Regions from separate parts of the Bombyx mori genome. Here region 1 is linked to region 2. The links are chromatin contacts, called in public Hi-C maps. All regions are on one chromosome and are shown on one strand. Each heading gives the region's core, a stretch centred on a gene start, on an enhancer-like site or on the middle of the called end of the contact. The rest is flanking DNA. Distances are from core to core; before and after follow the strand shown. Region 1 holds the start of LOC101737970 (mid1-interacting protein 1A). Region 2 has its middle 29 kb from the start of LOC134198893.

Region 1 (4,735 bases), core at 1,485-3,984, 34 kb after region 2:
ATATCCTATATTTACAATGCAGGCTGTTATTCTATATGTACATCGCGCGCGGGCCAGGCTTTAAATCACAGGAAATAAAAGATTAATTAATAGAGAAGCATCACAGTCTAAACAGGGGCTCCTACTTCTTCTTGGTAGGTCCTCGTGAGTTGTGCTGCTGCGACAGTGAGTTGGCGGAGAGAACGGCGCAAACCACGTAGATGACGGCGACACGCAGCGGCGGCCCTCGCTGCGGACTCGCGTTCATCTTCGCCTTCGATTCCAGAGTCACCCGCTGCACTAGAAGCATCGCTTTCAGTGTCGCTGAGGTCAGACACGCGCCTCCCTCGCTCCACCTGCTCTTGGCTATCACCACCTGACCACAGCAACTCAGTCTTCAGATCATTAAGCATGGAGAACATGCTGAATGGGTCATCGTCACCTTCCTGTGGCAAATTCATCAGACGGCTTGGTACTAAGACCGTCTCATCCATGGTGTTAACCATTTTGACAAATTTCTCCATGTCATTCAGGATGCTCTGTTTTGAAAATTCAGCACCATCATTACGGGCGATTTTGCGCAGGGTGTTCCTGTAACAATGAAAAGAAAAAACAATTAGTCTTAATCACAACAATTTCACATAATATAGAGGAGAGCATGTTATCTTGAAAATCCTAAATTATAAACGATATAATAGGAAAGCCGTACAAGGAAATATTTTAATCGGTTTAGCATTATGTATGAGGTTTTCAATGTCAATAAATTTCTGTATTATAATAAATTGGTTTTAATTGCACCAATCTTCAATAAAACAGTTTATCCCATGATATGTATGCTTACAGCTGTAAATCTGGTTTTTATATTGTTTTAGAATATTGTTAAGTTATTTATTGATAAAATATGTAATTAATAAATTGTCCTCAAACTGGTGACAAATATTATGTAGATTTTACAATTTTTACTTAATAGATTTCATCTTGTTAAGATGACAAATACTATTTCATTTTTAGACTTACAATAATTGCAAAAAACTTTAAATAGTTCTAGTGGTTTTATTTAAAGTACATAATGTGTAGTTACTAACTAGTCAGTGTCATATCACCAAAAAGGATGCATAATTTTTATGTACATATTCGTATTACTATTGATGGTTTGATCTCAATTCAGTTTTAAGAAATTTATTTCTTCACTTTAGCAGTTCAGAATTGAACTTGATTCGTTGTTAATTATGAAACAATGTTCATATATATTAGATAAGTCGTTAGGAACTATTAAAATTCCAACACGATTTTTATTCATAAACTCAGAGTTTGCTCAAGACTTTAGCGGGTTAAGAAAACCTTGAATATAGCATTCACTGTGGCATTGTAATAAAAAGTAGGTAATATAGTATATTAACCGATCATACTATAATTCCATGAAATCATGTAATGTTCGGCCTCCGCTGAGTCACTGTTCGCGCACGCCCAGTATGAGGGTAGCATCATCGATGAGCCTAACGTGCTATTATTATTTGGAAATTCCACTTATGAACCATTGGTCACGTCAAATAATTCACTGAAATAATTTTTTCACTGGCATTTTATATAGATACTGTCAATGTGAAAGGAACCATTGCGCTTACGTCGACAATTTGATAGCTTAATGAATTTGTGTATTTCGGCACGATCATCAGCTCAATAAAATGCATCAAATATCACGTACGCATCGAAGAGCCACACGAGAGACGGGAAGGTTCCTGACCTGCGGGATGTGGAGCAATATAAACGGACACTATGCGTACCTGCTGTTTTCCAATTTTGTCGATATGTCTGTGTTGAAAGACATCTTCTGGTGTTATTTAACAACTTTAAATATCACTGAACACACACGAAATGAATAATATCACAGTAAAATTGGTGTCTGAGAGCACTGCTAACGAAATGAAGCAATCGACAAACTGATTCAAATGAGCGAACCTCCACACGTAACGAAGTGACTTGACGTTTTGCTAGCGGAGGGGAGAGCTCATGTATTTATACGTCTCGATCATACGATGCGGGGGGAGGCGAACTTTGAATAATATCATTGTATTGTAGAATGATATTACGGGTTCAGTGATAATTTAATTAATATTGTCATTAAATAAAGTCATTGCTATATTGGAGTAAAATATCTACAGCTGCTTATGTCATGATATTGACCATTACTCCTTTTTATCAATAACAGCCCGGCGCGTCCCGTGGAAGTCACACCACATTCGAGGATTGCGATTGGTTGGAAGAGTAACATTTAATATTTCATTGGACTGTATTCTACATCTAGAAGGCGCTATTTTCAAATTTTTTTCTACGTGTTGAAGTTCAAAAATTCTTATAACAGTCTATGAAAGTATTACAGTTTATACTTCTGTTTACATGCAACGTTTTAAATTTATTGTTATGACAAAAAATATGTTTTTTTACTACTGTTTATAATACAATAACTGGATAAATTAGAAACGAATACTGATATTGAGACTGCTACTAAAAACACAGGCGTATTGAGTATTTACAAAAAAATATAGTGTTAATCAGAATGATGCTGTAATTTTGGGTAAAATAAAAAAATAGGTAATTTCCGTGGCTGGCGTGAATATGTTGACATGTTCAAAAGGTAAATTTTAAAGGGGCGCAATTTTAAAGTTTGACTAATAATGATAAATTGTGTTATCGAATTTACTTACAAATCTCACTTGACTTGAGGATAAAGCTATACAATGTATTAAATTATGATAAGAAATACGCTTAAATTATTTTATTTTTCGTAATATTAGACTTATCAATTTGTTCACCAATGAGTTGTCAATATATTCACCACTTTAGTAGGAAAAAATTAAGTAGTCATATATACGGAAAAGGAAAATTTAGGAAAATTAAGAAAAATAAGGAAAATATATTTGTCATATGTCCCTGTATACAAAATAAAACATTTATAGCCAAAATCAACATTGTTTTAAGGAGAAAAAAACGTTTGAAAAGTATAGAGCACCTACAAAATAATTCTACTCCAACTCCACAGTCCAGTAAACTAATAATAAATTAGCCATTAGCAATCATCTTGATCTTCTAAATCTGGATCGTCCTCATCTATATCTGGATCTGTAGGGTGACAATCATTTGTTTTTAACTGTTTATAGAAATTGTGGAAAACTTCATCAACTAACTCCAGAAGATCCATTAAATCTTTTTTCTTTTCGGCACTGTTTGATAATGGGTCTTTTGAAATTTGGTTCATTCTAAAAGATTCACCAGTACACGATCTTCCTCTTTTCTTAAAATTTACAGTGTTGAAAGCGGATTCTCGATCAAGATTATCTTTAAGATGAATTGTGCCGAAACTTGTCTTAATGTATTGCAACCATTTAATCGGTTGCCATAAAAACTTTTGTCCCGAAGTATCGTTCTTCTATACAGAAAACGGTCCTTTCTTGGATTTTAACGCTGAAAAATCTAAGAAGTCTCTTAAAGTCATTACTACAACTCTAAAGGGATTTTGAAGTTTGCATGTTCTCACTAGCTGTACCCAATCATTTAAGTGATTAATTTTCATTTGTGTTCTTTTTTTTGTTTTTTCTATTATTGCGTGATCAGAGTCGCACTCCATATGAGTATGTCCACTTATAAGAAATTTGTGGTGAATTGCTTGCAGCGTAGGGTGATTGTTTAGTAGGTACATAAACATCATGGCAACAATGTTATTTTTATTTTGGCCACCACAAGTATCTGAGTAAAAAATTACCTCCTTCACATTTAACGGCAATGTATTGCAAAAGTGCCACAAACATGATCCCATTTGATTGGCTCCTCGTGATCCTATGGTCTCGTCCCACATATAGCATGAAGCTTCATTACTTCCTAAGTCATGGATGGTTAAATTAAAGGACCAAAACTGTCGTTTATAAAAAGATACTGAGGTTTTTAAATAAGGCGTTCGCAGACATTGTTGAAGATCAAAAGAAAATGCCCTAATCGAAGAGTCATTCTTTACAATATCTTTGTCAATCCTTTTTTCACTGTAAGCTTTTTCAGCTCGGGATTGATGTTCGGCTAATTCAGCATTCAAATTTATTTTCCTATCGGCGTCTGCTACTTTAATTTTGGCATTGAAGACATCGCATGTATTGCAGGTGTCTTTTGAGGGTTGTTGAAATGAAAGATTTAGGTCATGGTAACATTTGACATATAGTTTCAAAGAAACAGGATTTAAAGTAGATTTTTTATATTCCCGATACATTTTTGCAATCGATAAATCGGTAGCAAGGTATTTCTTGCCAGTGGATTTCCTGCAATAGTGACTTTCGTATCTCGGGAAACTGGAAATGTGTTCTCGGACAGACGTCATTTCCTCCGGGGATTTTTTATTTTTTGGCGACTTACAACCTCTCTGATCACTGTCTATGATGCCTGTAGGAGAATGTTTTTTCTTTTCGACCACCACATTTACAAATCCCTTAGTTTCACCAAGTACTCTGCAAAAACACTCTTTGCAAATCGGTCTCTCTTCATTAGAAATCAAGAGTTTATACACAAAGTAGCAATCCCTGTTCTTTTCTCTACAACCAGTTGTTTGAGATTTTTTTGGTAGTATTGTTACTGATTTAGATATAAACGCTGCTCTTCTATCTCTCTGTTCTAATTGCCAATAATCGTCAAAACTCTGTTTTCTTTCAGCCACTGTGATTCTTTCAGCACATTTTAACCTACATATTCCTAAATCTTTAGTTTTTCTCTCAGC
Region 2 (4,733 bases), core at 584-3,083:
ATACAATTCAACTACACCACATTCACTTTTCACTGAACTTCATACTTGACGAAAACATGTAATTAATGTATTATTGTCTATACAAGCTGCTATCAGCTTCCACGCGGATGTATCGCTCACTCAAGTAGGAGAGAGACAGATGTCGAACGCTGCCGAACGCGGAGGCCGATTGTGCCTCATTGTCGCTCGTTGCGCGCTCTCGCTTGCACTTCAAGCCTTAAATGGAGCGCCTCAGAGCGAGGTAACGCCGCATGAGTCATGTTTTTTCGTGTGTGCACCCGTCTCCATCGAATTATAAGACGTTGTCACGTCAAAATTTATACGGTATTTTAGTAAGTCTATGACACAATAGTAGTTGTCAATGAATTATAATTAGCCGCCGAGTAATCAGCGTACACGCTATCGTGTTTATTACAGCAGATATACCTACCCGCCGTTGTCCGAAACATGTCATTTGTCGTAATGAAAAGTATCCTGCGTGCCTATCGAGGTTATACGAAAACATATTTTTGGGAAATTTCATCTAAATTCGATTAAATTTTTGCCTCTATGAGTAGGTATTAAGCATTCTAATATACAAAGATTTACATTTTTAATATTATACATTGCTATGATTTCTATATATTGTGCCGTCAAATCCAAAGTCGAAGGCAAGAGCTAGTGAAAAATAAAATATAAATTATATCTGGTGATAATACATTCGATATACTTTTCGATAAATTTCATATCAACGTCCTGCTTATTTCTACAATGGAGTAATCCTTGACCTTGACAATGACCTTTTATGCTAAGAAACTAACGGCACGCGCGAGAACCATAGATCATAATTTAATTGATTTAATCGAAAAATTATTTTCGGTCAAGTCCTTCCTTTTTTTTTAAAAGAGACCGAACTTGTTTCTGTTGCTAATTATAAATTAACCTGTTTTATGCCCCGTTTAAGTTCATCATTTCCTAGATGATAACAATATCCGGGCGGCAAGCATTTCCTTATCAAATGTCTAGGTCAAGAATTAATAATTAATATCGATTTTATTATTCGTTGATCGATCTGATTAAATGATAACCAGCGAATATATTTATGTAAAATCTTATGTCAAAGGCTTATTGTTTTTAGGGTATTCAGACAACTTTTTATTTTCATATTTTATTAAGTCAAATTTTCCATAGTATTTTTTTTTAATAAAGATTGTTTTTTTTGCTTAGGTGAGCGGACGAGCTCGCAGCCCACCTGGTGTTAAGTCGTTACCGGAGCCAATAGACGTCTACGACGTAAATGGCGCCACCAAACTTGAGATATAAGTTCTAAGGTCTCAGTATGCCCCACCCTTCAAACCGAATTTTCGGCCTATACATGATCCAAGATCTAATCCTCCTCCGATTATAATGTTCTGAATTTTTTGCTAGACGTTTACTGAGTCTCGCGAACCGTAAAACAACGTGACCGTTATTTTGTTTTAAATGTACCGTTGTAATACACTGATCTAATTCTTTTTTTTTACAACGCTCAAAAGACTAGTTAGATGATAATATATTACAATTCGCTTTAGACATTCATACAGCAATCATATAGCAAATTGTTAGTGGCGGTAGGACTTCTTGTGAGTATGCATGGGTAGGTACCACCACCCTGCCTATTTCTGCCTTGAAGCAGTAATGGTTTTCGCTTTGAAAGGTGGGCATTCCTTGTTCTATGAAATGGAGACCTAGAACTCATGTCTCAAGGTGGATGACAATAATTATGTTGTTGATGTCCATGGGCTCCAGTAACCACAAGATGGGCCCCGACCTCGTGTACCCTTCAGGTTACAGCTTTTACGAGACTTCTCCGTCTCAATTCGTCCCACTGTATGAACGTTCAGTAGGAAAATACTTCATTGCGATTTAATGAGATCTGTTCTGCTAGTAGATAATTTTACCGTTTCAAAATTAATACACATAGTAACAATTGTCAACGTTATTATCAATCGACAAAGGACGTAACGGGCAAAAAAATATCAGCTGCATTTTTATCACTGACGTGCGCCGACTAATCTTTAACGTCTTGGAGTTACAAACTGATAAGTACCTTTTATATACCTAACTGCAACGTATGTATTTTAAAAACATTGAACTCAACAAATAAATTCAAATTCAATTTGTGTTCAATTAAACATAATTTTACGTGTCTGTAGTATGATGATATGAGGTTTTTGAATTTTCGTAACGAACTTAACCTAAATTTTTTCTAGAAACCTCCATTGAACCGCCTGTCAAGTGAGTTGATCGCGCGAGATCATCGGCGTGCAACACACGGGCGCGGTCGTGGCGTGAGCTGATTCAGCCAATGAATGACTGCGTTGCGTTCGTGTATGTGCGAATGTGACTGTGCATCTATAAATTATTACGTGAATCAAAAACTTTGTAACTCTTTTTACGAAAATTGCGCGAACGGAGGAGTATGAAATTTCCCACACTTATAGAGAATATAGAGATGCAGTGCAGAATGTTATTTTTTTTTATTGTGCATAAAAAATACAGTAAATCAATAAAAATAACATTACCCACACTACCAACCATGTATTAGACACACACACACGCGTGCATAACTGCATACTATTTGTTTATTGTCAAACTTTTCATAACGCTTATTGTCTGTGGTCAAATTCAGAATAGATTTAAATATGGTTTGTCCCAGCTTCCAGTAGGTAATCTAATAGGTGGTACATGCATTTTCGGTCTTTTCATTTTCCTAGTAGCCTTCCATAGAGAATAGTTGGTGTCTGGACTAGGCTTTAAATTTCTTAAGAACGATTGTAGCTCGTCTTTTTGCATTGCCTTAGTTAGGTGTTTTAATTCCTCAGAAGCATTATTAAAAGCTCTCTTATCAGCAGGATAGCCAGTGTTATGCCATATTCTGCGCAGATTCCGCCTCCTAGACACCATATCCTTGATATGTTTGGGGTAATGGTGCAAAACCACAGATGGGAATTTTCTTAGCGGCGTAGATCTGCCTAGTGCCTCGTGAATAAGTTGATTTAGATTTTCTACAGCATTCTCAACATCTCCAGTGGATTTCAAAGAGATGTTTAAATTCAGATTATTGTTGATGTACTCTTGGTAGGTTTCCCAATTGGTATTCTTGTTATATGGTTTAGGTGGATATTCATTTAACAAGATAGTAGAGTTTATATTAAGAATCACTGGAGTGTGATCGGAGGATAGATCAGTACAAGATTTGACGCTCAGCTGTGTTTGGGGCACATTCTTGGTGATAAAGAAGTCAAGTAAATCCGGCGTTTTCTTTCGATCAGTCGGCCAGTAGGTTGGCTCACCTTGAGACAAGCAGTATAAAGAAAGTTCTATAGTCGTCTGGAATAGCTGCCTGCCTCGTGGTAGAGTCAACCTTGAGCCCCAGTAAGTGTGCTTAGCGTTCCAATCGCCGCCACAGACAAATCTACTCCCCAAACTTAAGAAGTAATCCTTGAAGTCATCAGCATTAATATTGTGTCTTGGAGGACAGTATATAGCAGATAGAGTTGTTTCAGTGTTTTTGTCTTGTATTCTGATAGATGTAGCCTGTATTTTTTCAGTACTGTATTCTTCTAGCAGGTGGTGTTTAATGTTTTTTTTTATTATAACTGCTGTTCCACCGTGGGAGTTGCCAGAGGGGTGATTTGTAGAATGAACAAAATAATCTTTTATTCTAATGTGAGTTCTATGAGTAAATCTCGTTTCAGAAATAAGTGCTACATCTATTTTTTCTGTCCTTAGGAAGATTTCTAATTCTAGGCATCTGTCTGACAACCCATTGGCATTCCAAGTAACTACACGTAGATTATTGATCATTTGGGCACTAGGCGGGATATTAATTGAATCATCCGATTCATCATGCTGTCTATCATGTTAGTCATGATGGTTTGAAATTTATTAAACATGCTGTCTATGAGCTTATTCAGTTCACTGCTGCCAATCAAGTGGGATTCAGTCTGTTGTTTATTATTATTGGAGTTCACTGCATCTGCATAAGTTTTAAATATGTTTTTGGTATATTCTGCTTTCCTGGGCTTTTCCTTATTTGGTTGTGAGGCTGGGGTATCTTTGATTACATTTTTGGGATTAATTTTTAAAATTTGTTGTTTATATTGTTTGTATTTAATACAGCCTTTGTAACTTGCAGGATGTTTCTCTTGGCAGTTAACGCATGTTGCTTCAGTATCTGGTGTCTTTTTACAGCTTACAGTGGGATGATCTCCTCCACACTTTACACATCTATGTGGTCTATAACATTGATTTTTGCTATGACCAAACTTCTGACATCTCTTACACTGTAGAATCTCTGTTGTTTTATAAGGGGCTTCAAAAGATACTTTCATATTGTTTAATCTGTTTACCTTGAATACCTCTTTGTTATTATGTTTAGGTTCAAGGTCAATATAGAACAACGGCAAGTCTTGTTTAGTTGTTTTATGTCGTACTTTAACAATATTTCTGACTTCATGGCCTAAATCTCTTAATTCAGATTTGATAACTTCCGTGTCCTCAGTTGAGTGAAGCCCACGGAGAACGACTCTGTAAGCTCTTTCGCTTTTGAGCTTATATGTATAATGACTGATGTTGTTTGTAATAAAATTGTCTCTGATCTTCTTGTACATTTCTATATCTCTTGGTAAGATTTTTACTACATGTCCTGACCTCAAAGTGGTCATAGTATATGTCATTGGGTCATCATTGGTAATTTTGTTCAGTATGTC

What was found. Hi-C and Micro-C count contacts between places; a contact is called where the count stands out from the background.
Region 1: a contact with region 2 is called in a Hi-C map of midgut, with 2.0 times the contacts expected there. The contact joins the promoter of LOC101737970 here to the enhancer-like site in region 2. A contact is called at or near these places in 4 of 7 Hi-C or Micro-C datasets (midgut and whole pupa).

Annotation. Positions count from the first base shown.
Region 1 is chr5:5,754,715-5,759,449 of ASM3026992v2, forward strand. LOC101737970 (mid1-interacting protein 1A) reads right to left here and starts at 2,735. Exons shown (of 2, transcript XM_004932299.5): 1 at 1,764-2,735; 2 at 1-570. The coding sequence starts at 1,807. The coding sequence ends at 108. LOC134198893 (a long non-coding RNA gene) reads left to right here. Exons shown (of 2, transcript XR_009973165.1): 2 at 1-761.
Region 2 is chr5:5,721,613-5,726,345 of ASM3026992v2, forward strand. No RefSeq gene overlaps it. Among protein-coding and RNA genes, the nearest start is that of LOC134198893, 29 kb to the right of the region's middle. Within about 2 kb of position 1,834, at least 7 of the 8 cell types and tissues checked have open chromatin away from gene starts, as enhancers often do.